6 separate regions of the Mus musculus genome follow, and regions 1, 2, 3, 4 and 6 are each linked to region 5. A link is a contact called in public HiCAR-type and promoter capture Hi-C data. All regions are on one chromosome and are shown on one strand. Each heading gives the region's core, a stretch centred on a gene start, on an enhancer-like site or on the middle of the called end of the contact. The rest is flanking DNA. Distances are from core to core; before and after follow the strand shown.

The links. Promoter capture Hi-C pulls out the DNA fragments that hold promoters and counts their contacts. HiCAR-type assays count read pairs that join an accessible place to other places.
Region 1: a promoter capture Hi-C map of pre-B cells shows a contact between it and region 5, with 13 times the contacts expected there. The contact joins the promoter of Gtpbp4 here to the promoter of Pfkp in region 5. A contact is called at or near these places in 13 of 39 promoter capture datasets (the 3T3-L1 cell line, 3T3-L1-derived adipocytes, the C10 cell line and 8 more), 3 of 484 Hi-C or Micro-C datasets (CD4 T cells, LSK cells and embryonic stem cells), 5 of 115 datasets of contacts at active chromatin or transcription factors (astrocytes, cardiomyocytes, embryonic stem cells and 2 more) and 2 of 9 other capture datasets (adipose tissue and liver).
Region 2: a promoter capture Hi-C map of the HPC-7 cell line shows a contact between it and region 5. The contact joins the promoter of Akr1c13 here to the promoter of Pfkp in region 5. A contact is called at or near these places in 1 of 39 promoter capture datasets (the HPC-7 cell line and HPC-7-derived erythroid cells) and 1 of 9 other capture datasets (adipose tissue).
Region 3: a HiCAR-type map of astrocytes shows a contact between it and region 5, with 7 times the contacts expected there. The contact joins the enhancer-like site here to the promoter of Pfkp in region 5. A contact is called at or near these places in 14 of 39 promoter capture datasets (the C10 cell line, the HPC-7 cell line, HPC-7-derived erythroid cells and 10 more), 1 of 484 Hi-C or Micro-C datasets (CD4 T cells) and 8 of 115 datasets of contacts at active chromatin or transcription factors (SST interneurons, T-cell acute lymphoblastic leukemia, acute myeloid leukemia and 4 more).
Region 4: a contact with region 5 is called in a HiCAR-type map of astrocytes, with 4 times the contacts expected there. The contact joins the promoter of Net1 here to the promoter of Pfkp in region 5. A contact is called at or near these places in 7 of 39 promoter capture datasets (the 3T3-L1 cell line, 3T3-L1-derived adipocytes, hematopoietic stem and progenitor cells and 3 more), 2 of 484 Hi-C or Micro-C datasets (CD4 T cells and CD8 T cells), 2 of 115 datasets of contacts at active chromatin or transcription factors (astrocytes and double positive thymocytes) and 2 of 9 other capture datasets (adipose tissue and liver).
Region 6: a contact with region 5 is called in a HiCAR-type map of astrocytes, with 4 times the contacts expected there. The contact joins the promoter of Dip2c here to the promoter of Pfkp in region 5. A contact is called at or near these places in 3 of 39 promoter capture datasets (hippocampal neurons, maxillary cranial neural crest and pre-B cells) and 1 of 115 datasets of contacts at active chromatin or transcription factors (astrocytes).

What each region holds. Positions count from the first base shown.
Region 1 is chr13:8,992,894-8,997,491 of GRCm38.p6, forward strand. It overlaps Gtpbp4 (GTP binding protein 4), which reads right to left and starts at 3,119. Exons shown (of 17, transcript NM_027000.4): 1 at 3,056-3,119. The coding sequence starts at 3,103.
Region 2 is chr13:4,189,168-4,193,777 of GRCm38.p6, forward strand. It overlaps Akr1c13 (aldo-keto reductase family 1, member C13), which reads left to right and starts at 2,020. Exons shown (of 9, transcript NM_013778.2): 1 at 2,020-2,143. The coding sequence starts at 2,060.
Region 3 is chr13:8,827,788-8,831,978 of GRCm38.p6, forward strand. The region is part of intron 11 of Wdr37 (WD repeat domain 37); the gene reads right to left. Among named protein-coding and RNA genes, the nearest start is that of Wdr37, 41 kb to the right of the region's middle. Within about 2 kb of position 1,389, at least 33 of the 459 cell types and tissues checked have an H3K27ac peak or open chromatin away from gene starts, as enhancers often do. A contact at or near this core is called in astrocytes and stem cell-derived neural progenitor cells, where this site is marked.
Region 4 is chr13:3,915,310-3,919,594 of GRCm38.p6, forward strand. Net1 (neuroepithelial cell transforming gene 1) reads right to left here and starts at 2,911. Exons shown (of 12, transcript NM_019671.3): 1 at 2,629-2,911. The coding sequence starts at 2,756.
Region 5 is chr13:6,647,176-6,651,364 of GRCm38.p6, forward strand. Pfkp (phosphofructokinase, platelet) reads right to left here and starts at 1,596. Exons shown (of 22, transcript NM_019703.4): 1 at 1,396-1,596. The coding sequence starts at 1,504.
Region 6 is chr13:9,275,235-9,279,441 of GRCm38.p6, forward strand. It overlaps Dip2c (disco interacting protein 2 homolog C), which reads left to right and starts at 1,291. Exons shown (of 37, transcript NM_001081426.2): 1 at 1,291-1,832. The coding sequence starts at 1,748.

The DNA.
Region 1 (4,598 bases), core at 1,869-4,368, 2.3 Mb after region 5:
TAAACTACAAAATTTACTTTTTCAAAAATCAACTGTTTTGTATACAACTTGGCTCATCTTTATAGTTTCTGGCCTTTATGAAAACTTGCTACCCACCACCAAGACTAAGATAGTTGGGAGAATCTCAACCCTCCTCAAGAATGCCTGACCAAAAGGGACAGTGCTGGTAGTGTCTCTAAGTGTCAGAGCCTTGCATTATTTATGCCCTCAATCGCTCAGCCCCTACACCAAGTATGACACCAAGATCAACTAGGCCATGCCTCACAAAGACCCAGCCCCTGCCCCTGATAATGGGAGCATGCTCCATGTGTCCAACCACGCCAGGACCTGAGTTTGGAATGGCTGAAAAACTTGTGAATACTTCCAACTGATGGAGGAGGCCCCTTCCTTGTCACTCTTCCAATAAAAATATGCCTGGGGTAGAAGAGAGGACTTGCTAATGGTTGCTGAAATATATTTTACCCCATGTTTTTTAATGCTATTTTAACTTTCAAATAAACTCAAGAATAAATCAGAAGAAAAAGAGCCAGCTCTTCAATTTCAAGGATTTTGTAGCTTTGATTTTAAAGGGGTATAAAATGAAAAATCTAAAACTCATCATCTAAAATTTCCTGGGTATGCTGAGTAGACTATTTGAGATATTTGTACTTATTCACTTTTACCCAACCATAGAAAGCTGTTCTACTTTCCCTTGATCACTTCCATTAATTGAACAATATTGATCATTTTCTATAATAAAGGATAGAATGAACACAATGCTGAAGACAAAACAGTGAAGAAGACACTAAGATCCAACGAAACAAAACCAAAGGCAAGCAGGTAATCACAATACAGTCTGCCAGATTACGGAGAGCATGGATACTCAGGCCTGCTGCTCTTCTACTCTGTTCCTTTCCATGGTCCTCATATCTTTTAAAAGTTGCCTACTGAAAAGTTTCTCCAAACTCACCCATTTATTAGTATATTCTTTGTTTTTATTTTTCTAATCAGGGTTTCTCTGTGTGTAGCTTTGATTGTCCTGGAATTTGCTCTGTACACCAGGCTAGCCTCAAACTCACAGAGATCTCCTGCCTTTGCCTCCTCAGTAGTGGGATTAAAGGCATGCACTAACACCGACTGCCCAGTTCTCACTACATTCTTATGTTATCCCAAATCTCTGATATTTACAGGAGTTTATAGTCAGGGTTCCTCCCACCCAAGCCCTCGCCCACCAAAACAGAGAGATATTTGAGTTCACTTTATAAAATGGCACAGTACTTGTGTGTAGAAGAATCCACATATATTTGTCATATACGGTAAATAGCTGTAACTATATGTAGGGAATGCTCCTTTAAAAAGTCTATGTGCATGGTGGCTCACGCCTTTAATCCTAATCCTAGAGGCAGAAATGTATAAGTTCCAGGCCAGCCAAGGCAGACAAAAAGAAAGCAAACAAACAAAAAAGAGAAAATAAAGTCTATGTACATTAAATATAGATGCAATTTTCAAATAGTGTTTTTAATCTGTGTTGGTTGACTCTGGATTTGAACTCATACAGAGGGCCAATTGGAGCTCACACTTCTCCATCATACTGCGGTGGGTATAAACACATTCAGTTATTCCTTCAGAAAATCCTTTTTTTTTAAGATTTATTTACTTATTTATTTATTATATATAAGTACATTGTAGCTGTCCTCAGATACTCCAGAAAAGGGCATCAGATTTCATTACAGACGTAACGTGGTTGCTGGGATTTGAACTCGAGACCTTCGGAAGAGCAGTCGGCGCTCCTAAACCACTGAGCCATCTCGCCAGCCCCCAGAATATGATTCTTAAAGACGCAGACTATTCTATGTGTTTCTATACACAGAACTTGGCACACACTTTACAAAAGCACCCCATACTCTTCAGATTGACTTTTTATTTCCCACCACCTATCTACACACATGCAAACTCATCTGCAAACAGACCTCCTTCAGGGCAACAGAGACAAAGGCTGCCTTTCCTAGGTCAATTATATCAACAAAGTTCCTTTGACCCAATGAACTCTATTTCCAGTGAAATAAAAAGTGTACGAGTTCCTTCAACATGCACTTGAGAAGTAGTGGCGACAGTCTCGTGGGCTAAAACAAAATGTGATTCCTACATGTAGTTTCTTTCCAATTATTACAAACGTGTGAAAAACGTATCAGAATGGATATCAGAAAGAGGAAGAAAGGAGAAATACAGAGACGTGTAAGGAAAACAACTAGTGGAAACATGGTTTTTGTCTTTTCAAGACAGGGTCTTTCAGAGATCCGCCTACCTTTGCCTCCCTAGTGCTGAGACTAAAGGCGTGCACTACCACGCCCACCAGAAAATACTAGTTCTTTACACAAGTTTTCAAAGCAAGCTCATTCAGAAAGGGGGATGTCGAAAACACCCACACTGCGGTCAATTTAACGATAGTGACACTGGTTCCTCTAACTGATTCTGCAATTTAATGCCCATGGCTTGCCAGAGAAACCGGTGTATCCTTTTAGGTTCTTTAGCCTACCTCATTCTCGACATTTGGGAGGAAAGCATCTTGCTACGTTACATAATGTGGGCCTGGCTACTTGCGTGCTTATAACCAATTGCATCTTTTAAGTCCAACGACAAAATGACAGCTACCTAAAATCTTTTTAGACCGTGACGTCACGAATCAAATTCTACTTAAAGGGGAGGGTACTCACACGACGCTCACCACTGGCCCCTTCAGGCTTCCTACCCTGCTCCTTACTGTGGCCACCACCCAGACACTTTGTCCCGTCGGCAGGCCACACAAGAATCATAGGCTCTGGAACGGCCCTGATGTCTTGGAGGGATTCTAGGGCTTAGGGTACCCAAGGACAGCAGGAGAGGGGCTTGGTTTCAGAGAGTGGGACTGATCTCCGAGGGTCGCGAGGACAAAGCCTAGCAAGCGGAGCTCCGCACTGAGGGCCGAGGGACTGCACGGTGTCCTCCCTCCCCCAGTCTCGGGGATACAGGCCTGGACCCTCCCTGGCGACTTGTCGGGGAAATGGAGATAGGCGGAAACGACCTCTGTCACCCCTACCTTGGCAGACGGCACCACCGTAATCTTCTTGAAGTTGTAATGCGCCATGCCGGCGGTGGAACGCACGAGGAACCAGGAGAAGCGGAGGACCGGACTTCCGCCGGCGGAGGTGGGCGGGACTTCCGCTATCCGGCGTGACACAACTTTGGCTGCCGGACTCAAGCGTTACATCATTTCCTGAATGTCCGCGAGGCGTGGCCCACGCGTCCGCCTAGACAGGCTTCTAGTCCCACAGCGTCCCCGCTCGGCCGGGAAGTCCGCCGCCAAGAGCCGCGGTAGAGATCTGCTGGGTTTAGAGGTGGGAGAGATAACCTTGCGGGGTGAAAGGGAGACTCCCGGCTGGCCACCTTGGCGGGGCTCTCAGGAAACACTGCCCTCACCCAAGCCGGCTTCGGGGCTCCAAAGGGTGTTTCCAGCCACCTCTGGGGACGCCGCGGCCAGAGCGAGTGACGAGCGGGAAGACGCAGCGCGGGGCTTCTGCATCACTTTGGTGTCCCTTGAGCAAGAAAGGCTGTCTGTCGCCTGGCAGTGTGGAAAGTTATTTATTCGAGTAAATTATGTTGACGGGGCTTCTGTTAATGGAGTAGACTGCATACTTCCAGGTGGCCCGAGTTTCCTCTCCTGACCTTGCAGTCTCGAGGTGGTTTGTGGGTGCTCCACCTTCACCTGACCTTCACCTGACATGGGCCAGTGAAAAAACTCTGCCCCCCACACAGCTGCCCAGAACCCAGGCACCAGACATAGACACAAAGTCTGATCCGTACAGACCTACATGGATTGAAGCCAACCTTCCCACTTGCGTTTTCCCTGTCAGTTTAATTAAGCCACCCATTTCTTTACCTTAATCCATCTACTCTTGCCTCATGATTATCTTTTAACTAAAAGACCCTTTCTCAGGTGTTGCCATCTTCTTCAAACCTTTCTCCCTATTTTTCTGTGACATCCATCATTCTGGTACTTGATGTCTAGAATGCAGTCTTCTTTGCTAATTTACCTTCCTGAGTCTCTCCCTAACTAGATAATCCTCAAGGTTCTTCCTCTCCTCAAAGTCTCCTTTCTCCTTTCTCCTTCACAGCCCCAGTGTGGACTACTTTGATAATACAAGTTGCTTTCAGCCTGGTGTCTTTTTTAATTACAATCAGACATTTTCAATCAGACTCCAGATATGTTAAATTGGGTATTTCCCAAGAGCATTTACTTTCTGCTTTTCTGACTAAATGCATCTCTCTGTGCTGTTGGAAAGGACAGTCTCGGGCTGGTGAGATGGCTCAGCGGGTAAGAGCACTAACTGCTCTTCTGAAGTTCCTGAGTTCAAATCTCAGCAACCACATAGAGGCTCACAACCACCCATAATGAGATCTGACACCCTCTTCTGGTGCGTTTGAAGTCAGCTACAGTGTACTTATGTATAATAATAAATAAATCTTTGGGCTGGAGTAAGCAAGAACTGAGTGAGGCTCGGCAGTGGTGGCGCATGCCTTTAATTCAAGCACTTGGGAGGCAGACACAGCTGGATTTCTGAGTTTGAGGCCAGCCTGGTCTA
Region 2 (4,610 bases), core at 770-3,269, 2.5 Mb before region 5:
GTTCTTTATCAACCACTAAGCACTATTCCATGCTGTCTCCTTTACTATATTTCAGGGTTACACTTGTGAAAATGATAATAGAAAAATACATGAAAAAATTTACAGTGAGTAATTTCAAAAAGAAGACACCAAACCCTACACTGTTGCTGCGGCCACTTGCTGACAGGAACCTGGTATGGCTGCTCCTTGGGAGGTCTGGCCTACAACTGACCAGTGCAGATGTAATGCTCGGAGCCAACCATCAGACAATTTAGGGACCCCGTGAGGAACCTGACAGAAGGACTGGAGGAGCAGGGGGGATTGCAACCCCATAGGAAAAACAACATAGGCTGGCTGGACTATCCAGTGTTCCCAGAGGCTAGACCACCAACCAAGGAATGTACAGGGAGGGATCTATGACTCCAGATACATATGTAGTAGAGGATGGACTTGCCTGACAGCAGTGGGAGGGGAGGACCTTGGTCTCAAGGAGGTTTGAAGGCCCAGCACAGGGAGTTGCTGAATCTGTAGGGTGGGAGAGGGTGGGTGGGAGAGCACCCTCATGGAGGCAAAGGGGGGGAGGAGAGGGTTGATGTGGGATGGGGGGTTTTGTGGAGGGGTAGCTGGGAAGTGAGATATCATTTGAGATGTAAATGAATGGAATGATTAATAAAAAATTTCAGTTTTAGTTGTTGATATCTTTGTTTTTAAAAAAATTCTGAGAAGACTAAATTCAGTTCATGAACTATTTTTCCATTAATTATTTATTCACTTTATATCCTGATCACTACCCACCTGCTCCCCCTTTTATACTGTCTCTACCCCTCCCATTCTCTTCTGAGAGGGTGGCGGTATCCTGGGTATCCCCCTACCTCTGGCACATCAAGTTTCTGCATTGCTAGATGTATTCTCTCCCAGGAGGCCAGACAAGGTAGCCCAGATAGGGAAACAGACTACACAGGCAACAGTTTTAAGGAACATTCCCGTTCCAGTTATTGGGACCCACATGAGACACAAGCTGTACTTCTACTATGTGTGTGTGTGTGTGTGTGTGTGTGTGTGTGTGTGTGCTAGGTTGAGTCTGAGTATGCTCTTTAGTTGATAGTTCAGTCTCTGAGAGCCCCCAAGTATCCAGTTTAGCTGACTCTCTTGGTCTTCTTATAGGGTTTCTACCCTCTTCAGGACTCTCAATCCTTCCCTCAACTCTTCCATAAGAGTCCCTGAGCTCCATCCAAAGTTTGGCTGTGGGCCTCTGCACCTGTTTTAGTCTGATGCTGGATGGAGCCTTTCAGAGGACAGTTATGCTAGCTTCCTTCCTGTCTGCAACCATAACATAACATCTTTCAGGGACTGATACTTGCCCATGGGATGGGAATCAAGTTGAGCTGGATATTCCTTGGCCATTCCCTCAGTTTCTGCTCCATCTTATCTTTGCATTTCTTGTAGACAGGGAAAATTTTGAGTCAAAGTTTTTTGGGTGGTTTGATGCCCCTATCACTTTAAGTGCTCAAGTGTGGCTTCTTTTTTCTTTATGTTTACAGGGCATGCAGTAACTCATGATTTTCAGTGATGCATGTTCAAGTAGAGGCTTCATAATGGCCAAATGAAAATAAGTATCTTCAGTATTATAATTGTTCAACCAATCTCTTCTTTAATAGTATTTAATATATGAGATAAAGAAGAGAAAAACCACAGTAAACACGTACTTTATCTTATATAGTACTTTATTTGAAATTTATCCTTTATATGAAAATGAGTGGCTTGCGTTCTTATTTGTGGAATACTGCTTTAAATTTCTGACTCCTCCCTTGTGTTGGTGTCCATTAGACAGACAATAGTAGTATTTAAAACAGTAGGCACACAACAGTACTGTTAACCATTAGCCAGACAGTAGCACTGATTAATCATTAGCTGGATAGCAGATAGTTAAACATTAGCCAGTGAGTAGGCATGGCTAACTGCCAGAAAGGGAGTGTCCCTTGTTAACCATTAGACAGGAAGTTGATAGACGATGTTTACCCACTTCCGCTTCAGGGCAACAGAATACTCAGGAAGTGCTTAGCCAGGGGAGTGAGAGACAATGAGCTCCAAACAGCACTGTGTCAAACTAAATGATGGCCACTTAATTCCTGCCCTGGGCTTTGGCACCTATAAACCCAAGGAGGTAAGAATACAGGATTGTCAGTATCTCAGGCTAGAGCTAATCCGTGTACAAGAGAACAGAAAGTTAGGTTTGCCCTGCATCAGGGTCTGATTGTGTATCCCCTGCTTGCTGATTGTTCTTGATAAATAGAGGTTACAGCAGCACTTGAAATTGGTGGCTGTGGTTGGGAGACCTAGCTATATTCATGCTTGCTTTTCTCTGAGGAAGACCCCTGTTCCTGGTGAATCAGTAGGGAGGCATGCTGAAGGGGAACAAAGGGGGGCAAACTCTAAAGACATTTTCTCCTGTGGTAGGTGTTAGTGCAGCATATAATGAAGCTATAGGGTACATGTCTCAGTAGCACTAGAACATTTACTATAACTCAGCAAGCGAATTCAGGGACAGGGAGAAAGTTTATCTTCCTTGTTATTTTTACTGTCTGACTGGGAATCTGGTCTTGGTAGGATTTGACTCTTTTTGTTTTTGTTTTTGTTTTTATTTTTATTTTTGTTTGTATTTCCCCTTGGATTTACTTTTCTGGCCTAGGCATGTCTGTGAATCTACTGTTCCCATTTGGGACCTTCCAGCTCTAAGAGTGAACTTGGCTGTGAGCTCCAGGCTTAAAGGGACAGACCCATGACCTAACAATTCTGGGCACTATGCTTTTCTTGTATCCATGCTTCAAAGATTGATAGAGGAGAAGAAAGTCACCAGATTGCCTATCAGCTTTCTTGGTTGCAGTGTGGGAGGGGAGTTCTCTTTATGTCCATAACCTACAACATAATTTTTCATTGCAAAAAGGCAAAATGCCGGAAATGAACATTCAGGGTGGCTTCCTGTATGTTCTCAAATCTGTGGGTTGGAACCCCAAACTCATTTTATGTCTGGGGATCACCACAGCATGAGGCAATGAATTAAAGTGTTGCAGCATTAGGAAGGTTGGGAACCAATGTCGGAGACTAAGGCATGAAACAAATATTTGCAAATACTTTGGTTTTGTTTCAGGGTAGCCATCAGCATCTCACAGTGGATGTTTACCAGAACTAAGTGAGATCTCCCATGTATAACTCTCAACTGTGGAAAACTTTCTGGAATTTTATAGTGAATCATTATGATGGGGAGAAAGAGGACCTAGTAAAGATAAATGTGAGTTATTGGTATTCATTAGTGTATTTTGGATTTAGAACATGGTTGTCCTCAGAACAAAAAACATCAAGTGGACTGTTTGCAAACCTGGAGGGACTTTCTTGTTTTCTATTCCTCCTGATACCTTTTAAATGTGTGGCAAAGGATCTCTTCCCTTGACTTCAAATGTGTCCATCTCCTTCCTGTTAGACTCCAGAGAAATCTGGAGATCTACACAGGATTTGTTACTTTTGCAAAGTTGCACAATATCAAGAATAGGTCAAGGCCACTACTGGAGCCTCAGCTTTGATAACTCACGGTGTCCTTACTCTTGGATAAGGCAGGGCTCGTTTCCAGATAAGGTGGTAGAAGCCAGAACTTAATCACTGTCTTTTATCGTGAAAAGATAACTGTAGAGATTCTTAGGACAATGAAAAAGCTACTCTCATTTACTTTTTCAACCCTTTGTAAGTATTGTATGATTGTATGTGTCTTTGTGTGTTGTGAACAATGTCTGAGGAAGTAAGAGGTCAAAGCTGCCCTCCAATGCTCATGCTTTATCTGTGTGAACCCAGTGTCTCACCGAGTCTGTTGTGCTCAGGGGTGAGCTGCAGGGCTCACCTTGATGCTTCCTCCTCATGCACTGAGTCTGCATGCCATACTCTGCTTTACAAGAGAGCTGGGTTCCAAACTAAGATACCAAAGTTGTCTGCAAGGGTGTTACTGAGTGAGACATCTCCCCAGCCCACACCCTAAACCTTTAACAAAACCCCAGTCATATCATTATTCAAATCTGGCAGCCAAGGCAATAATTTTAGGTTTAATTCTAGCCATGTCTTTTTAAAACAAATAATCTTGGATTGAAGAGGCTGATACCGAAATAAATAACCTCTAACATGATGTAGTTAAGGTACTTTAAATAAGGATATACTCTTACATTAGATGCTTTTTTCTGTCTGTATTTAGATCTCTCAGAAAAAGAGAATGGATATGTAGAAAGACTAACATAGGACAGTACTTTCTCTCCAAGTCCCTATTATTAACCTGGCCTTGCTTGGTATCTGTGATCTTTGCATTTGCATCCTTTTGTAACAGTGTCTTAGCTGGGAGTAGAAGGAGTGTCTGTGTAATTGTCCTGTCCCAAGAAGACTTCCTTGTGTTCAGTTTGCTTAGTCATCCTACTACACACATTTAGTGTGACTTTCTAGCAGGCCACTGAAGCCAGGGTGAGCATCCATCAGTGCTAGTGAGTAACCAGGATTGCATAGGTATAGACAGGCTCTTGGATGCAAAAGTCTTGCTGTTAATTAAAAGACCATGAGAAAGCAATTTTGCCTCATTAGCTCAAACATGAGACAAAATA
Region 3 (4,191 bases), core at 139-2,638, 2.2 Mb after region 5:
CCCTACAAGATAAAGCAGCTTCCCTTCAAAATCAGGCAAATGACATTTTTATTATGAACCAAATTATACGACTCCTTTGAAACCGTTTATACTTACTACTCTGAATACATACAAAGTTTTACCTTAGGGCCTCAACACTGCAGACACAGTGACAGCCCTTTGGAGTTATTAACTAAGCAGAAGAAAAGCATATCATCTTTATCATTTTACAAAGGGAAGTAGACCTACTGTAGAAATGTCAACCCACAGGTCTAGAACAGCACTCTGCTTGTGCCCTCTAGACTAAGCAACAGTACTCATCTCTGTGCTCTCTAGACTAAGCAACAGTACTCATCTATCTCAGTGCTTTCTAGATTAAGCACCAGTACTCATGTATCTCAGTGCTCTCTAGACTAAGCAGCAGCATAAAACTATATGCTCTTGGCCCATTTTATAACACAAAAGGGAGTACTTACCACCCATACATTCAAGTCCTTGCTTTATAGGAATGTACCTTAAGCTGTTACTCAGAATTGACATATGTTGATATGTCATTTGTGGTTGTTTGAATATGCTTGGCCTGGGAACTAGCACTATTGGGAGGTGTGGTTTTGTCAGGGTGGGCTTTGAGGTCCTATGCTCAAGCTCCACCCAGTACAGAAGAAAGCCTCTTCCTGGTTGCCTGCAGAAGGAGTCTCTCCTGATTGCCTTCAGACCAAGGTGCAAAACTCTCAGCTCCTTCTCCAGAACCATGTTTGCCTGGACACCGCCATGTTTCCTGCTATGATGAGAGTGGGACTAAGCCACTGAATCTGTAAGCCAGCCTCAATTAAATGGTTGCCTTTGTAAGAATTACCTTGGTTATGGTGTTTCTTCACGGCAATGGAAACCCTAACTAGGACACTACCTTAAAAGTGTTAGGAGCAGCCAGGGAAACAGTTCAGTGGCAGAATGTTTCCCTACCATACGAGGGCCAGAGTTTGATCAACAATATTTCTTCACCCTGATACACACACACACACACACACACACATTTATTGCTTTTAGTATACATATAAGGAGCAGTAAATGGAGAAAATGAGGACTGAAAAAAAAAAGTATCATTAGACATTGTTTTAGACACTGATCCACTGGCACCATGACCAAAGGAAAACATTTAATTGAGACTGGCTTACAATTCAAAGGTTATCAGCATGGTCTGTTATCAGCATGGTGGGAAGCATGGCAGCACACAAGCAGACATGATGCTGAAGAAGTAGCAGACAATTCCTACATCCGGATCCACAGAGAGCAGAAGGGAGATGACATGGGATCTGGCTTAGGCTTTTGAAACCTCAAAGCCCACCCCCAGTGACACACTTCCTCCAGCAAGGCCACACCTCCTAATCCCTCTCAGGCAGTGCCACTCCCTGATGACTAAGCATTCAAATATGAGCCTAAGGTAGCTATTCCTACTCAAATCACCACAGACATTAACATAAAAAACCACAACTGACTTCAGAAAAGCCAAAACAGAAGACAAAGCAGATATTCAAAACTCAAAATGCACCAGTCCATTTAATGGGGGAATGACATTAAATTAGCAGCATTCATCAGGGTATCCATATCTCCCTTGCTTTACTCAAACATGCTGATTCTGACAAAGAACAAAATACAGTTCTAATTAAAATGGACTGCCATCTAGGTAAAAATGTCATTTTCCAAATATGCCTTCTTAAAAGCGTGAGAGGAAAAAAAAGAAAAGAAAAGGAAAGGAAAGGAAAGGAAAGGAAAGGAAAGGAAAGGAAAGGAAAGGAAAGGAAAGGAAAGGAAAGGAACCTGTTGCTATAATACAAGCTACTTCTACATTGCTGAGTCTATCTAGAATTAAGTATTTAGTAGTAACTACCTCCCACCTACCAGATACTTGCCAATAAAGGCATACAAAAATTTCATAACCTCAAAATAATCATTATGATTTTAAGATAATTTTTGTTTTGTTAGATGCAGTTCAGTTTCCTTAGAAGAAATCGCCAAAGCTCACACTGAAAATAAAACCACAGTTGTGTATAAGAAAACGCCAAAAAGAAACAAAAAACCTTCTGTTCTCAAATACTCATCCATGCTGAGCTAATTTCAGACTGTTCTCAATGCCAAAGTTTATTCACACTTGTAAACAAACTGTCAGTCGGGTATAAACTAGTCATTGGCCACCCATGGAGGAAGTTTAATGACCAGTGACTGCCTCAACTGTCAATTCCTTCTCATACTCATTGAAACAAAACAAAGGGAGGGGGAGGGAGGAGAGGGGGGAGGGGAGGTTCAGAACATGAGGAATCGGGATAGCGGAGAGGAAAGGAAAAATGCCAAGCATGTAAACAAGACAATGGTACCAAGAGGATGAATCTGAGCCTGGAGCTGGGGCCTCGGATTATTTGTAAGAAATCAGATAGTCAGCTATTTCAAAGAACAGTAAGTGGGTTTAACCTAACAACCTCCATAACTGTAAGAGATCCTGACACATGCATGAATCATCCACACTACATATAGTTCAAGATCTTCTTGATCTGGGGAGACCAGCTTAAGAAGGGGGTGCAGGATGAAGAGGGGAAACACTGGCTTGGGAAGTACATACTTGGGCTACTAAATTATACTACTGGGTAAAAACTAAATTATTATACAAATGGGCAAATTTAGAAGAAAAGCACTGAATTTTCATGCCAGCTCTTGATTTTCAGATAGAAATTCAGGGAAAACAATTATTTCAGCCACTAGCTGAAAGTCCAAATTTTCCAAAGCAATCATCTATTTTCCCAAAGCAAGGATCAGCTTTGCATTGCTGTGACTAGTAAAACAATGCTATACAGAGTAACTAAAATGACTCTTTAGATAAACCGGGATACACAGAGCTACTAAAGACTGATCCAATAGCAAATACATCTTTACATTCAATAAATACTACAATGGTAGATTTCCTATTATAATGAAGAGATACAGGATGAAATTCAATGCAACACATCAAAAACATGTTATAAAAGTAAAAGCCTTGAACACAGCTGACATCAAGGAGCTCTGTCTGTACCCAGCAAGCATAATGACAGAGCAAATCTCAAGGGACCATTTGGCTACAGTTTTTATCTTACAGTGAAGCATTATATCTCAAACCCCTAGTTTTTCAAAAAGGCAGCCAAGCCATAGAGAGATAACAGAAAGAGAAAATGAAAAGAAAAAAAAAACCTCTCTCAATTCCTTGAGAAATTGGATCTCAAAATTGAGCTGACAATCTTGATGCTTATATAACTATACCTTGCCTTAAGAAAATCCAATATACAGAAATTCAGATTAACTGGACAATTGTTAACTGTTCACATTAAAGGCACTGGTTCTTTAACTAAAAGAATTTATGCTGAATTCCCAAAAGAACATACCTTAAATACAATTTTCAAAAGAGTTGCATATCATGTTAATATGAAATATGCAAGAAAGGCTTCTGTAGAAATACTGTCTCTCTAAACAAAGACTCACTAAACAACCTTCTTACAGCCAACTTTTTAGAGCTACACCAGTAAGAACAGCAAACATAAGAGATAAGAATCTGACTTTTGAACTTAATGAAAAGACTCCAGAAAATCATCTTTGTTAGACTAGAAGACTGCACTGTGAAAAGCCCCTTACCATGTACTCAGAGGATCTTCCAAAACAGAGCCTTGGGGAATGTTACAGCCCACTGCAGAAGGGCCTGCAAAGCCTGCAGAGCTCTGTGAACACACCAGAGTGATGAAGCAGGAAGGCCAGGGCTCAGTTTCTTAGATCATGTTCAGAACAGCAGACTAAATGATGAAAGAGGACCCACACGGCAGACCCTGGCCGTTCTTCTGTTCTTAATGAAGAGTTAAATCGAGTTTGCTTTTAATAAAAGCATGCCCTTTATGGATCAGAGATGCACATCTACATGCATTTACTACCTGCCATTTGGTTGTATAGGCTCAAGCTTCCGGAATCCATGACAAAGATGAAAGTCAACAGTCACTATGACGACTCCTCAGGTAAAACCACGTGAACTGTCTCATTTCCTGTTTTTCTAAATGTGAAACATTTCTAAAAGCTTACTAATCATTACTAGAAATATTTTGTGTTCAATAAAGATATCTACAGCCCCATCTGCTGACCAAGTCCTAAACCTACATGAGAAAGGCCAGAGGGTACTTTTTAAACTCAGCTACTCTTTTTTTT
Region 4 (4,285 bases), core at 1,661-4,160, 2.7 Mb before region 5:
AACGGTGTTTGCCAGTGGATCCAGCTACCACTGCTGATTCATGAGAACTGAGCTACAGATATCCTGACATTGAAGATTGGAATCACCCCTTCTAAACAGGTCTACATCTGCCTTTGCCCTATTAACCTTTTCATTACTTCTGGTGGGTGGTAGGTTAGAATGGAGGTTGAAGCATTTAAGAACCCTTATTAAAGTAAGTTTTGAAAATAAGACAACACCTATAGGCTTATATATTTGAATGCAAACTCTTGAAAAGGATTAGAAGGATTAAGAGGTGTGGCCTTGTTGAAGGAGTATGTCACTGGGGATGAATTTTGGGGTTTCAAAAGCCCATGCCAGGCCCTGTCAGACTGTCTTCTGCCTGCAGATGGGGATAAAGCGCTCTGGCTACTTCTCTAGCACCATGTCTGCTTACATGCGTCCCATGATGATGATAATAATGGACTACCCTCTGAAACTGTAAGCCAGGCTCAGTTAAACCTTTTCTTTAAGTTTTGCCTCGATTATGGTGTCTCTTCACAAAAATGGATCAGTGACCAAGACACCTGGGCATGGGCCTTGCTCTGGAGTGTGGTTGATATACCAATACTCCACTGGAACAAAACAAAACAACAATTTTCCTTTTCCCAGGAGGTATCAATTGCAAACAGCTTCTTGGTTCTGAGTGGGATGGTGTGTCAACTCTCCCATTCTCAGTGCTAGGATCTTGTCTGGTTTGAACCTGTTGCAGGTCTTGTGCATTCCTTCAATCTCTGTAAGTTTAGATGTGCATCAGTGCTCTTATGTCTGGAGGATACTGTTTCCTTGGAGTCATCTACCAACTCTGGGCCCTAGAATCTTTCCTCTTCTGCACAGAATCAAAAAGGCTTAAATTCACTGCATGATGTGACCAACGCCTCCCAAGAGAATCTAAGGTTCCTGAGAGCAAGCGCTCCATCTGCTTTTGTTCACCTGAATCCCCATCATCCTCAACAGTGTCTGATGCTAGGGCAGGTGCAACTGTATTACACTGAGCACACGTGGAATGAAGCACTGCTTCTGTTCATCTTCAGGAAGTCCTCCTTTTCTGCTCCTTCACTAGCCCATCCTAATTCTTGTAATTCTCAGTCTCAAAGATGCCTTCTTTCTGCACTCTGACTTCTTAAACACACGGTCTGATTGGAAGAGAGGAAGTTTCAGAAGGCAAGAATTCTGGTAAATATTGCCTTAAACTTCAAACTCATAAAAATCAGTACTAACTGAAAGAATCTAGCTCTTTATAGAGTTACTTAATACAATGGGTTTGCCCATGCCTTGATAATGAAAGTAAGGTGTTTGCTTTTTCCTCAAAACCATTTGTCATGATTAGATTATAAGCTATATAAAAGATTAATTTAACATCCTATCAAATGACCTGGGCGTCGAGGTTCACACTGCAATCCGAGAACAGGGGGAGGCTAAGGAAGAAAGACCAGTTTTTAGGCAGAACGGTTTGGAGCCTGCTTGGTGACAATTCCTCTTCTCACCAATAGTCCTATGGATGTAAGACCACCTACAGTCCACCAGTTTCCATGGAGAACAGCTCTGGTACAGAAGTACAATATGAGTTTGTGGCCAGCGTCTCTACACAGGTAGTGAGTTCTGGGGTAACCAAGTTACACAGTGAGAACTTGTCTCAGAAACAAAACCAAAAAAACCCTGAAATCATGTCAAGTGGACCATGGGGATGTCTGAAAAGATGGAGCAGACACAGCACTGTTACTTTAACAGATTTAAAACTGACAGACAAGATTTCTGCCGAGTTTTCTGCCGAGGCCCATGATAAGTACTGATGTTCACACAGTGCCTTATATGAGGCAGACACTATCATAAACTCACTATGTAGACGTAGATTTGAACAAAGTTACATACTTTGTAACTCAATGTCTAACGTTATAATGGGAAACCATTGCATTCAGTACTTTGAGACCATTTCTCATATTTCGAAGGGCAAAAGAATGACAGAGTAGTCCAGACAAATGCCATTTCAATTTCCTATTTAATAAAAATATTATGACTCCCACAGCCTCTCTTCCAGACACAGATTTCTGAAATCAACCTAGTGTTTGCCTTTCCCAGACACATAGAAATGAAGATACAACACAGAATGTGAAAATGTGCTAATAACTGAAAAGCCAGAAAGAGTCTTTCTCTGATCTCTTCATTCCAGGAGCCTGTCCTGTTCTGGTCTGCAAAGGACATTTCATTTGAACAGCCGCTTTTAGGCTGAAAGGGTTGGTATCTGTTCAGGTGACAATTCCTCTTCTCATCACAGGGTCCACGACAGTCTTGATCTGAGCGCCTGCATCCACAACTAGTTTCTGGTAGAGAACAGCTCTGGTGCAGATGTACGGTTCCCCAGGGACGGGGTTAAAGGAGATTGTCAACAAGTCCAACGAGTCCACCCCTTCTACGCAGGGCCGAGCAGTCGCTGTGCAGCCCTCGGTGCAGCCCGCCGGGCAGCGCACTCTCCTCCCGCGGCATTTCTGCCCGGCCTTCCCCAACCTCCCCTACTGCACTGCCAGTCCTTGGTCACCCACCGTCCAGTCCATCCCGTCCTGAGTCTCCAGACTCGGTCCCCGGCTCTCACCCACCTCCCGCCACCCTCACCTCTCGTTCGCCGCCGGCCCGGGTGTGTCGGCCGGAAGCCCCGCGGCAGGTTCCTCGCTGAGCATTGAGACCCTGCGGCTTCTCCTCCGAGGTCGGGGCTGCTTCTGAGCCGCCGGCTCTGGCTCCATGTCCGGAGAAGGGGGGTTGGTGGGGCGGTGGCCCAGTGCCCAGGAGACCGATCGTGGCGGGCACAATGCCCGCCAGCTTCTGCGAGGCAGCAAGTCGCCTTCTAGCAGAGAGCGGCTACCGCCGTCATCCGGGGATTTGAAAATGGCGGCTGCCCAGAGATCGGCCAATCAGAGAGTGGGAAGCGGTTGCTAGGCTACGTGGAGTCCCGCCCTAATCAGAAGACTTCATACCAAACTTTTAGGAGCTCCAGTGACAAAGGGAAAGTGGTAAGGTGAAAGTTAGGAATTTGGGGATTTATTTTAACTACACACCTTACTCCTGAAAGGCAGTCTCTATTCACTAGAACTTTCACTTGCAGGGCAGGAAAATGGATCGGAAGCTGTTTATCATTTGTTGTTGTTTAGCGTTAGACAGGATGAAGGTATTGACCCCAAAGCAAGAGGCAGTTGGACGTATAAACACTAAGTTATACATGTGGAATATATTCCCAATTGCCAAAGACAATACTTTGTTCTCCAGGATGTCTCTAGAGAACCAGTGAAATCTAGTTATGTACTCCTGTCTTTCAGTAAGTAGGACACAGTCGCTTTACCGAATGGAAAGGGCTGCTTTCTCTGCTTGCAAGACTGCAAAACGTGCAGCATGAAACAAGGGACCCTGCTCAGGTTATTATGTGAAGATTGGTAAATAAAAACGTTCTCTGATTTTAAATATCGCTAATGGTCTTAAATGTAGTCTCTCTTGTATACAGGGAGATATTAATGATGTTGTGTATAATAGAAAAATTAAAGGCAATCTAAATGAATGACTGGGAGATGTCTAAATATAACTGATTAACTGTGAAGACTGCATTCAGCCGATAAAGAAATGGTCTTCTTCAGGGAATACCATTGGTTAGCCAATACTAACAGCTAGCCCTGAAAACATACAAATAACATCATACAGACTGAGCTGGCTGTATTTGTGTATTTAGGAACATATATGTATAACATATTGTTACATATTGACTATGTAACAATAATTAATAAAAAGAGTCCATGAATGTGAAAGATAGCAAGAAGGGGTATAGGAGAGAGTTGGGAAGGAGAAAAGAGAAGGGAGAAAATGGTGTGATTATATTATAATCTTGAAAATAAAAGAAAATTAAAAATAAGAGGTATATAGTAAAACAAAACATTGTGATTTTAACTGAAAGCATAAAATATGAAATATAGAACAATGATGGCTAGTTTTATGTCAATTTAGAAAAATTCTGTTTTAGGGTTTTACTGCTGTGAACAGACACCATGAAAGAGACAGCCCTTATAAGGACAATATTTAATTGGGGCTGGAATACAGATTCAGTCCATTATCATCAAGGCAGGAACATGGCAGCATCCAGGCAGGCATGGTACAGGAAGAGCTGAGAGTTCTATATCTTCATCTGAAGGCTGCTAGCAGAATACTGGCTTCCAGGCAGATAGAACAAGGGTATTCAAGCTCACACCCACAGTGACACACTTACTCCAACAAGGCCATGCCTCCAAAC
Region 5 (4,189 bases), core at 346-2,845:
CTGATGCTCTGCACCTCGATGCTGCGCTAACGTGAGTGAGGCGGTGTGGGAGACCTAGATCTGAGCACACCGGAGGTGACGGGCCTGGCATCACGTAGGCTCCCACGCCGGGCGGGGCGGTGCCCTAAGCAGCTCCCCAACCTGCGGCACTGGCGCCAGCCCCGCCCCGCTCAAGGGCGAAGGGAAGGTCATCCGTGGGGTGGGCGGAAGGCAAGGACTCCAACCCTAAACCTCCCGGATTGAGCTGGCTTAGAACGAGGGAAAATATAACATGGCATTTGGATGCATCCAGGGTAGAGGAAAGAACTGAAAAGCAAAAGCAAAACCTGGCTCAGGAACTGTCTGCAGCCGGCACAGACCTCAAGACTTGGAGGGCACATACTCTATGAAAATGTAGGTCTTGCTTCTAGCGCGTGTCCTCATCAAGAAATTAGCATGAACTCGGAAAGCCCACTGTTTGGGAACCCCAGCGCCCCCACGTGTACCCAGGATTAGAGGCTGGGGCACGGTACAGTCACCCCATTGCTCTTACATTTTAAGTATTCTCAGTTTATCAAATCCAAGCGTACAGAAATCGAGTCCCTTCAGCTCTGAAATCAATCCCGTCATTGGGAGAAAAGGGAAGCCCGGAGCTGGTAAGTGAGGGCTGATGACGTCCCGGAGTCCCTGCTTCCTGGTCTTTCCCGTCCTGGGGAGGCTGGCCCCGGAGGGCCTAGTGACCCATTTTAGTTTTCACTTTTGTCACAAGCAGGAAGAGACATTGCCTGGCAGTCAATGCCACACCCTGAGAGACCCCTGCACGCCCCCCCCCCCCCAGCTGCGCATCCCGCAATGCAGCAGCAGAGAAGGCTGCTAGCACCGCTTGGGAGGCAGGACTGGGATGGAGGCGCTGTGGGTACCCCGCTGTTTTTCCTACGAGTCCCAGGGATTAGGGTGGGGCGGTGCTGTGGCATCCTTATCGTCGCCCTGTACCTAATTCCAGGAAAGAACGCCTGGCTCATATGACCCAGACAGTAGACGACCCCATTGGCTAGCTCAATTAATAAATTTGGGGATGGAAAACTGGTTCATCTTGGGAATGAAGAATCCTACACAAATATCCTTTATCTTCTGCCCCTCACCACGTAATGGAACTCTATGGTCGCTCCTCAGGCACCCTAGTTGTTCCTAGATTAGGGTTTTCCCTACTCCTGAGCCACCGGTTCTCCTCGGCTCTCATAGGTAATTTTCACCAAGCCCTTTCCTCATCCTTTCTCCCAGATCCAGGTCACCCAACGTTTCTCCCCAGCTCTCCCTCTGTTCCCAACCCGATTACCCTCCTCTGCAGCCCTCTCCAGCCGCCCTCGCCCCCTGCCCGGCCCTTGGAGACCAGCGAGAGAGCTGGTAGGCACGCACCTTGGGCATCCCCGCCGCTGGTCAGGACACCGATAGCTTTGCCATCCCCAGAGAGGTGCTCCAGGTACTTCGGATAGGCGCTGGAGCTCGAAGAATCCAAGTCACTCATGATGAGGAGGTAGAGACGCCAGACACTCCCGTACTCAGCAAGCACTGAAGCCCTGGCCCACGCGCGCCAGCCTTGGAACCGCTGCCCCGCCTGCACCCGCAGGAGCCGCCCACGCCCCGCCCGAGCGCCAATGGGCTGTGGCGATGGGCGGGACTCACGCAAGGGCGGGGCCTGTTGTGTCAAAGACTCCAGCACTCTGCAGGGGTGGACAGGATAGTATGGACACGCGTTCTGTTAGGGATGCATCGCTGTGGTCCCTGAGAGGTGGAGTCGGGTTGGGGTGCCTTCTCAAGCGGGGGATGGAGGGATTATAGCCGGGTAGGAAACCCATAAGTGGCATAAGTGAATGGCAGCGCAGCTGCAGGGATGATCCCACAAGTGGGCGCGGAGCCTGTCAGCCCACCACGTGGGCGCAGAGGCTCGTGGGGCGCCCATTACCCCACCTGCTCTAGCTGTTAGGGTGGCGGTTGAGGGAGCCCAGAGGTCTGTGCAGTAGAGCAGAGGCACGCGCCTCACTTCCGGCAGGGCTCTTTCCTGGCCTGACAGTCAGAACAGTAGGGCGCTTCAGCATTTCTGTTCAATGTCCAGGATCCATAGGATCCTCCAGGTTTCACTTCTCCTTCGAAATTGAGGAAAGATGTGTGAGTAGATCAAGTTGTGTCACTGACTGTAGAGAAAGGATTGGAAGTAGAATGTCGGGGAAAGCCATTCGTAGACACACCCTCAGGAAGCAGGCCTGAGTTCTGGATAATCCAAAAGAAATCGGAACAAAAAAGGCTTGGTAGATTCCAGTCTCCACCTAATGGAAGCCCTGCTCTTGATTTGTTAGTCAGAACCCGGAAGGTTCTATTAGAAACAACAATAAAATAAAATAAAATAAAATAAAATAAAATAAAAGTATCCAATCTGTGGTTGATTTTGTTTATTTTGAAGATGCACCTCCTGGGGATCCCTGAGTTGTCCTGGAGCTTAATCTCTAAAAGCACGCAGACCCCTTCAGCAGTCATCCCAAGAATAAGACCTCAAAAGCAAGCAAACTGGATAGCTCACAGAAGGGGTGGCAGCACTGAGCCTCCTTCCTGTGCAAATTATACGTGTTGAATACATAGAAATATAGGAAACAAAGTAACAACCTAGGCAAAGACAATACAGTCTTACTACTATTAGGACAACCCTAGAAAAAAGATGGAGGCGCACAGACTTGTATCTTCCAACTTACCCTTTAAGCTTCAAACATTTAGGGGGGGGGGGGAGATCCAATCTACTGTAGACAAGGATGCATGAGATCTGATCTCTGCCTTCTTGAATCAGTTGAGCAATTCCTGAACTCCCATGATCAACAGAAGTTGGCTGCCTTCAGGTCCCTCCCAACCCCCACCTTCCAACTTCTGGGAAAACAGCCAGGAAATATATATATTTTTAACAGGTTCTCTAGATTTTTATGATGAGCACTAAACTGGAGAACATCTGATCTAATAGCTTGATAATGGATTTTCCCTGAGCATCATTCTAAAAGGGAAGAGAAGAGTATCACTGGGTGCCTTGAAATTGTCTTGAGATGCTCTTAGCCAAAAGCACTGGAAGGAGGGGTGTCAGACTCAATGGACCACTGCCCACAGAGGTTTCTGTAGCTCAAGGCCCAAGGTGAAGATCTGGAATTTTAAATCATGCCTTTCTGAGGCAGAGAACACTCGAAATAGGAAGAAGCACAGTGAGTTTCCTCTGAGCCAAATGTCCTATAGGGTTGGGTTTTGTGCCACAGACAACAGCATTCCACAGGTAGTGTGGTTCTTTATGAATTATTAGAGATACTCCAAACATTTAGCATTACTTATTGTTTTCCTTCTTTCTTCTTTTTCCCTTTTCTTTTATTGTTTATTTTTATTTTGGGGGTTTTGCTTTGTTATTTGATTTTGTTTGTTTGTTTGTTTGTTTTCTTCTGGCCTTTTTATACTGTTTTCTATTGTTCCACTCCTGTTTCCACGATGCTCTATCCTATTTTTTTTTTTTTTTCAGCGCTGGCTGTCCTGGAACTCACTTTGTAGACCAGGCTGGCCTCGAACTCAGAAATCCGCCTGCCTCTGCCTCCCGAGTGCTGGGACTAAAGGCGAGCGCCACCACGCCTGACTTCTATCCTCTCTCTTGGGAATCCCTTTGGGTTAAAAGAATTAATGTAAGATGAATGAAGACAAGAAGGGCAGGACTGGGTAGAATACCAGTGCTGCCTCCTCTCCACCACCATCCTTCCTTCCTCTCACTTGAGCTACCCTGTGTGCCCCCGCTCAGACACACCAAACATGGGTAGTTTAAAAGGCCCTCGTTGCTAAGGAGATCCCCCTTGCCTCTCAGTGTTGCCCCTACCACCAGTTGGACCAGACTTCCTAGGAACCAGACTTTGCCTCTACCCAGACTAGCCTGGTTCCTTCTCTTCCAACTATCTGGTGGGCTTGGGACTCCTCTGTAGCTGAAGCCATACAAGCCCCCTCCCTGGCATCATGCCCTCCCTCCTCCTTATGTCCTTGTCCTCTTCCTTCAGATTTGGAGAAGTTTAGGGAGAAAGACAAGCATGTACTAGTGTAGAAAATGTCTCCTTCAGCCCATGCCTTCTCATTCCATTCCCTTTCAGATCCTGTATTTTCCACTTAGGTTTGTTTGTTTTTTTTTTTTTGTTTTGTTTTGTTTTGT
Region 6 (4,207 bases), core at 41-2,540, 2.6 Mb after region 5:
CAAAGTGGAGAGAATAGATGTCAGTAGAGTGCTCAGTCACAAATAGGGCGTCTGTATCATAACCCCACACCCGAAGCTCAGAGACCATCACAGAAGACGGAGTAGAAAGATTGTAATAGTCAGAGGTTGAGGAAAACTGGGAACAAAACTGTCTTCTGGACACGACAATACCTCTGGACTCACAAACTCACAGAAGCTATGGTTGCCAGCACAGGATGAAGGCAGTTAACATTCTAGCATGCCATAGCAAAGGGCTAATGAGCTCCTATCCCTATGGCCAGTTGATGGCTTCTCGGGGAGGGAGAGTCAGTTTTTTATTATTTTTTTCCATAAGGATGTGCCTCCTGTGAGATCAGCCATCCTGAAATATTTGAGCAGAACAAATTGGAGTCCATAGGTTATTGAATAATAATAATAATAATAATAATAGACATAAAATTGGGATAGTAGAGAGGTGGGGATGACTCTGGGAGGAGCTAAGGGATACATTGTAGGAGATTCTCAAAGAGTTAATAAAATGCTTTAAGAAGCAGGTGGATGTTTAATGTTAGGAGATGCTGTTTTTACTTTGGTTTTGTGGTGTTTGGGGCTTCAGGGGCAGCTAGGTGAGATTACTCTGGAGACAGCTGGCCATGCGAGAATGCCCCCAAATAGTCAGACTCCGTATCAGCCATTCAGAATAGACATTGATACCATCACAGGCGATGACCAAAGGGAAAAAAATTCACAAGAGGTAGAAGAAAAGCAGGGGATGATATTGTAGGATGTGAGGGAGAAGACACTTGCTGAAGACTCCTTAGGCTGGACAGTGTGTGACAGACCCAACCTACCTTGATTTATTTCCACGGATGGGAAAAATGAAGTCTAGACAAAACATTGTGTGTTTCAAGGTCATATAGTAGTCTGTTCTAGATCCATGCTTTTAAACTTCAAACCTAGGACTCAATCTATGTCTCATGCTGTTTTGTTTTTTTTTTTTAATTATTTTTTCCTCTTAAAAGTATTTTAAAAAAATCAGCCCTCGATGATCCAGAACATTTGAAGTTTTAACAAGCAGGCTAGGGTGTGCTTCCGAATGCCTTCTTTATTTTTCTCCTTGAGTCTTGAGGAGCCTAACTAAGCCTCAGGGTTGGGAAGACCCCCTCCTAAGGCCAAATGCACCACTGTCCCACGAGCGCGCTCTCGAAGTACTCGCTGGAGGCCCCGCCCCCCTGAGCGCGCGCCGCCGTGGCACGTCCGCGCGCTCCCACCCTCCGCGCGCGCCTTCTTGTTGCCCGGTGCGCGCGCAGCGGCGCTCGCTCCCGCCGGGGCAGGGCGGCCGCGGAGCAGCTCGAGAGCCCTGTGGCCGTGACCGCGGGCGGGCCCGTGATCCGGTGCCGGCCGAGCGGGGCCGGAGCCCGCGGCTGGGGGAGGCGCGCAGAGAGCCGGGCGCGAGGCCACCGCCAGGGTCGGGGCCGCGCTGAGGAGGCTGAGGAGACTGACGAGGCACTGAGGAGGCGCTGAGGAGACGCTGAGGAGGCTGACGAGGCGCTGAGGAGACTGAGGAGGCGCTGAGGAGACTGACGAGGCTGAGGAGGCTAAGGAGAAAATCCCCGCGCGCCTGCCCGCCGCCGCCCGGCCTCCCGCTCCCGCCCGCCCGCCGCCGCCTCCTCAGTGCGGCTCCTCCGGGTTCGAGTGGCGGCCGCTGAGGAGCCCTCCGTCGGCGAACAAAGAGGAGGCCGGCAGGGCGGAGGCGTCTGCGGCGAGCATGGCGGACCGCAGCCTGGAAGGCATGGCTCTCCCGTTGGAGGTGAGGGCCCGGCTGGCCGAGCTGGAGCTGGAGCTGTCGGAAGGTAACAGCAACCCCCCTTAGCCCCGCGCCCGGGCCGGGCCGGGACACCGCTTCTCTGGAGCGCGCTCGGGGCCCCGCGGGCCGGGCCGTGCTGTCACTCCGGGGAGGGCGCGCGCCGGGCCTCGGGGTGGCGGGGCCCCGGCCCTGACCCTGGCCCGGGCCCCGTGTGGTGGCCCCGGGGAGGGTGCATGTGTGTGCATGTGCTTGTGTGCGCGCGTGCTTGTGTGTGTGTGTGTGTGTGTGTGTGTGTGTAGTGTGTGTGCGTGTGTATGTGTGTGTGTGCACGCGCGCGCGTGTGCGTGCCGCGGCCCCCGCCCTCCAGGCTCAACTGGCACGGTGCAGCCGCGATGCCCCCTGCGCGCTGCGGCTGGGCCCGGGGCTCCCGGCTACGAAGCAAGATGGAGCAACCTTTAGGGCTGCGGGGGAAATGGCCTTGGTGGGGATGTGCGCTCTTCCCTAATGGAGAGGCGCTGCGTCCTTGATGCAGCTGCAGTACCACCACCACCACCACCACCACCACCACCACCATCATCACCACCACCACATGCACCAGCAGCACCACCAGCACCAGCACAGCACATGCTTCCACGCTCCCTGCTTGGGGACGGCCTCTGAATGGCCTGATTTTAATGCGAAACTTGTCAGTGGACTTCGGGATTGGATCCCCCTGAGGCTGCAGGCACACGGTCCTGTCAGCGGGAGGAAGATAGTAGTACTATTGTTCCGGCGTGTTTGTGACGAGCTGGTTGAGTTAGAGCCCTAAAACCTCCCCCCTCAGGCCAGGTTGGATGCCTCCTTCCCATCGTGCCGGATAGAGACATTGAGACTTTGCGGCTGCTCTGCTGTGATTTCACGGAGTGTTATATACGCTTTCGTCTTTGCTCTTCATGGTGGACATCATGTGCTCAACTGTCATAAGTTTCAGCTTGGGTTTTGTAGGTTCTTTTTTCCTTTTTCCTCCACTAAAGTTCCAAAATGTGTCTAGTAATAAATATTTAGCGGTCATCCCACTCATTGAGAAGACTACAGCTTAGTGGTGTGGAAATGGCCTGTCGTCTCTCTTGAGTTAATATTTGGAGCAGTTTAGCATGGTAAACTTTTTTTTTTTTTGGTAACGATTTGTGAGGGCCAGCAGCCAGAACGTAAATTCATTCGTGCCAGTTTTCATCATGGGGAGGAGCTGACGTTGACTTTACGTTTTCCCTTTTAACACTTGCAGGGTGGAGAGTAAACCAGGTGGCTGTAAGTGTTGCTTCTGTTATCAGATTCTCATAGATTAGACATTTTCTTTATCCCGAATTTGGGGTTCTCCAAGGTGTTTTGGAAGCAGTCCCTGGGAAGCTCCAATGGAGGAAAAGATAATGTGTCCCAGACTGTGCTTCCTGCCTCAGTTCTGACCATCTAGAGATAAGAGAGAGCATCACCCTTCCACAGGCAGAAAGGGCAGGGCTGAATTCTTTAGATTTAAACTGGAAGATGAGGTATGCAGTGTGGACAGTGTATTTCTAGTAAGTAACTATAAAGAAACATTTGTGTTTTGTTAGACTTGAGATAGACTGTCTTCTTCAGCTTACCAGCGCTGTTTTATCGTCTGCATCCTGTATTGAAAGCACCCCTTCCCATTCATGTTCTCACTCAAAGCAAGCACCTCTGCTATCTGCACTATGTTAATGTGATGTGTCTCTGCCCACCCATACTTGAAAAGTGAGAAGCCATCTGAACCTGCATTGAGCCCTTTCCGCAGGGTCTGAATCTCCCTGCCTACTAGGAAGTCAATTCACATTTACTCTCAAAGCCTCACATAATGCCTGGAGCCACATATCCTGCTCTCCTCTTGTTGAGAGTAGCTGTCTGTTTTGTTTTTAGGTAACAGCGGTCACCTGTCATGATCGATCACTCTTGAAGAGTGAGTGTTGCCCAGAGAAGTATGGAAAACCACTTTAGATGAGGTGTACTTAGCTTAACTCCCTGTGAGCACCTTGTGTCTGTATAGAACTTAGAGGACTCAATGAGTTTCTTGGTGAATGGGTGGGCTTAGAGAAGTGTGTACATATATTTGTATTCAGGAAGTCCTTTTCTATTTTCTTTTTCTATATGAGCTATGTTGAGACCTGACCTAAACTTTTAAGAATTACAAAAAGAATAGAATAGAAAAGAAAAGAAAAGAAAAGAAGAAAAGAAAAAAAAAAGCCTTTTGTCACTGTGTTCAGCTTCTGCTACTCCTTGGAACCTGCTCTTCTCCCAGCCCCCACCTCCCATCTATGTATTAGCTGTGCTACCTTTGACTTTATTATAAAGTGTGGCTTTGTCATTGTTGAGTTTTGATTGTGATTTACAAAAAACCATTTGAAATTCCATGTCTTGTAACCAAGGGGA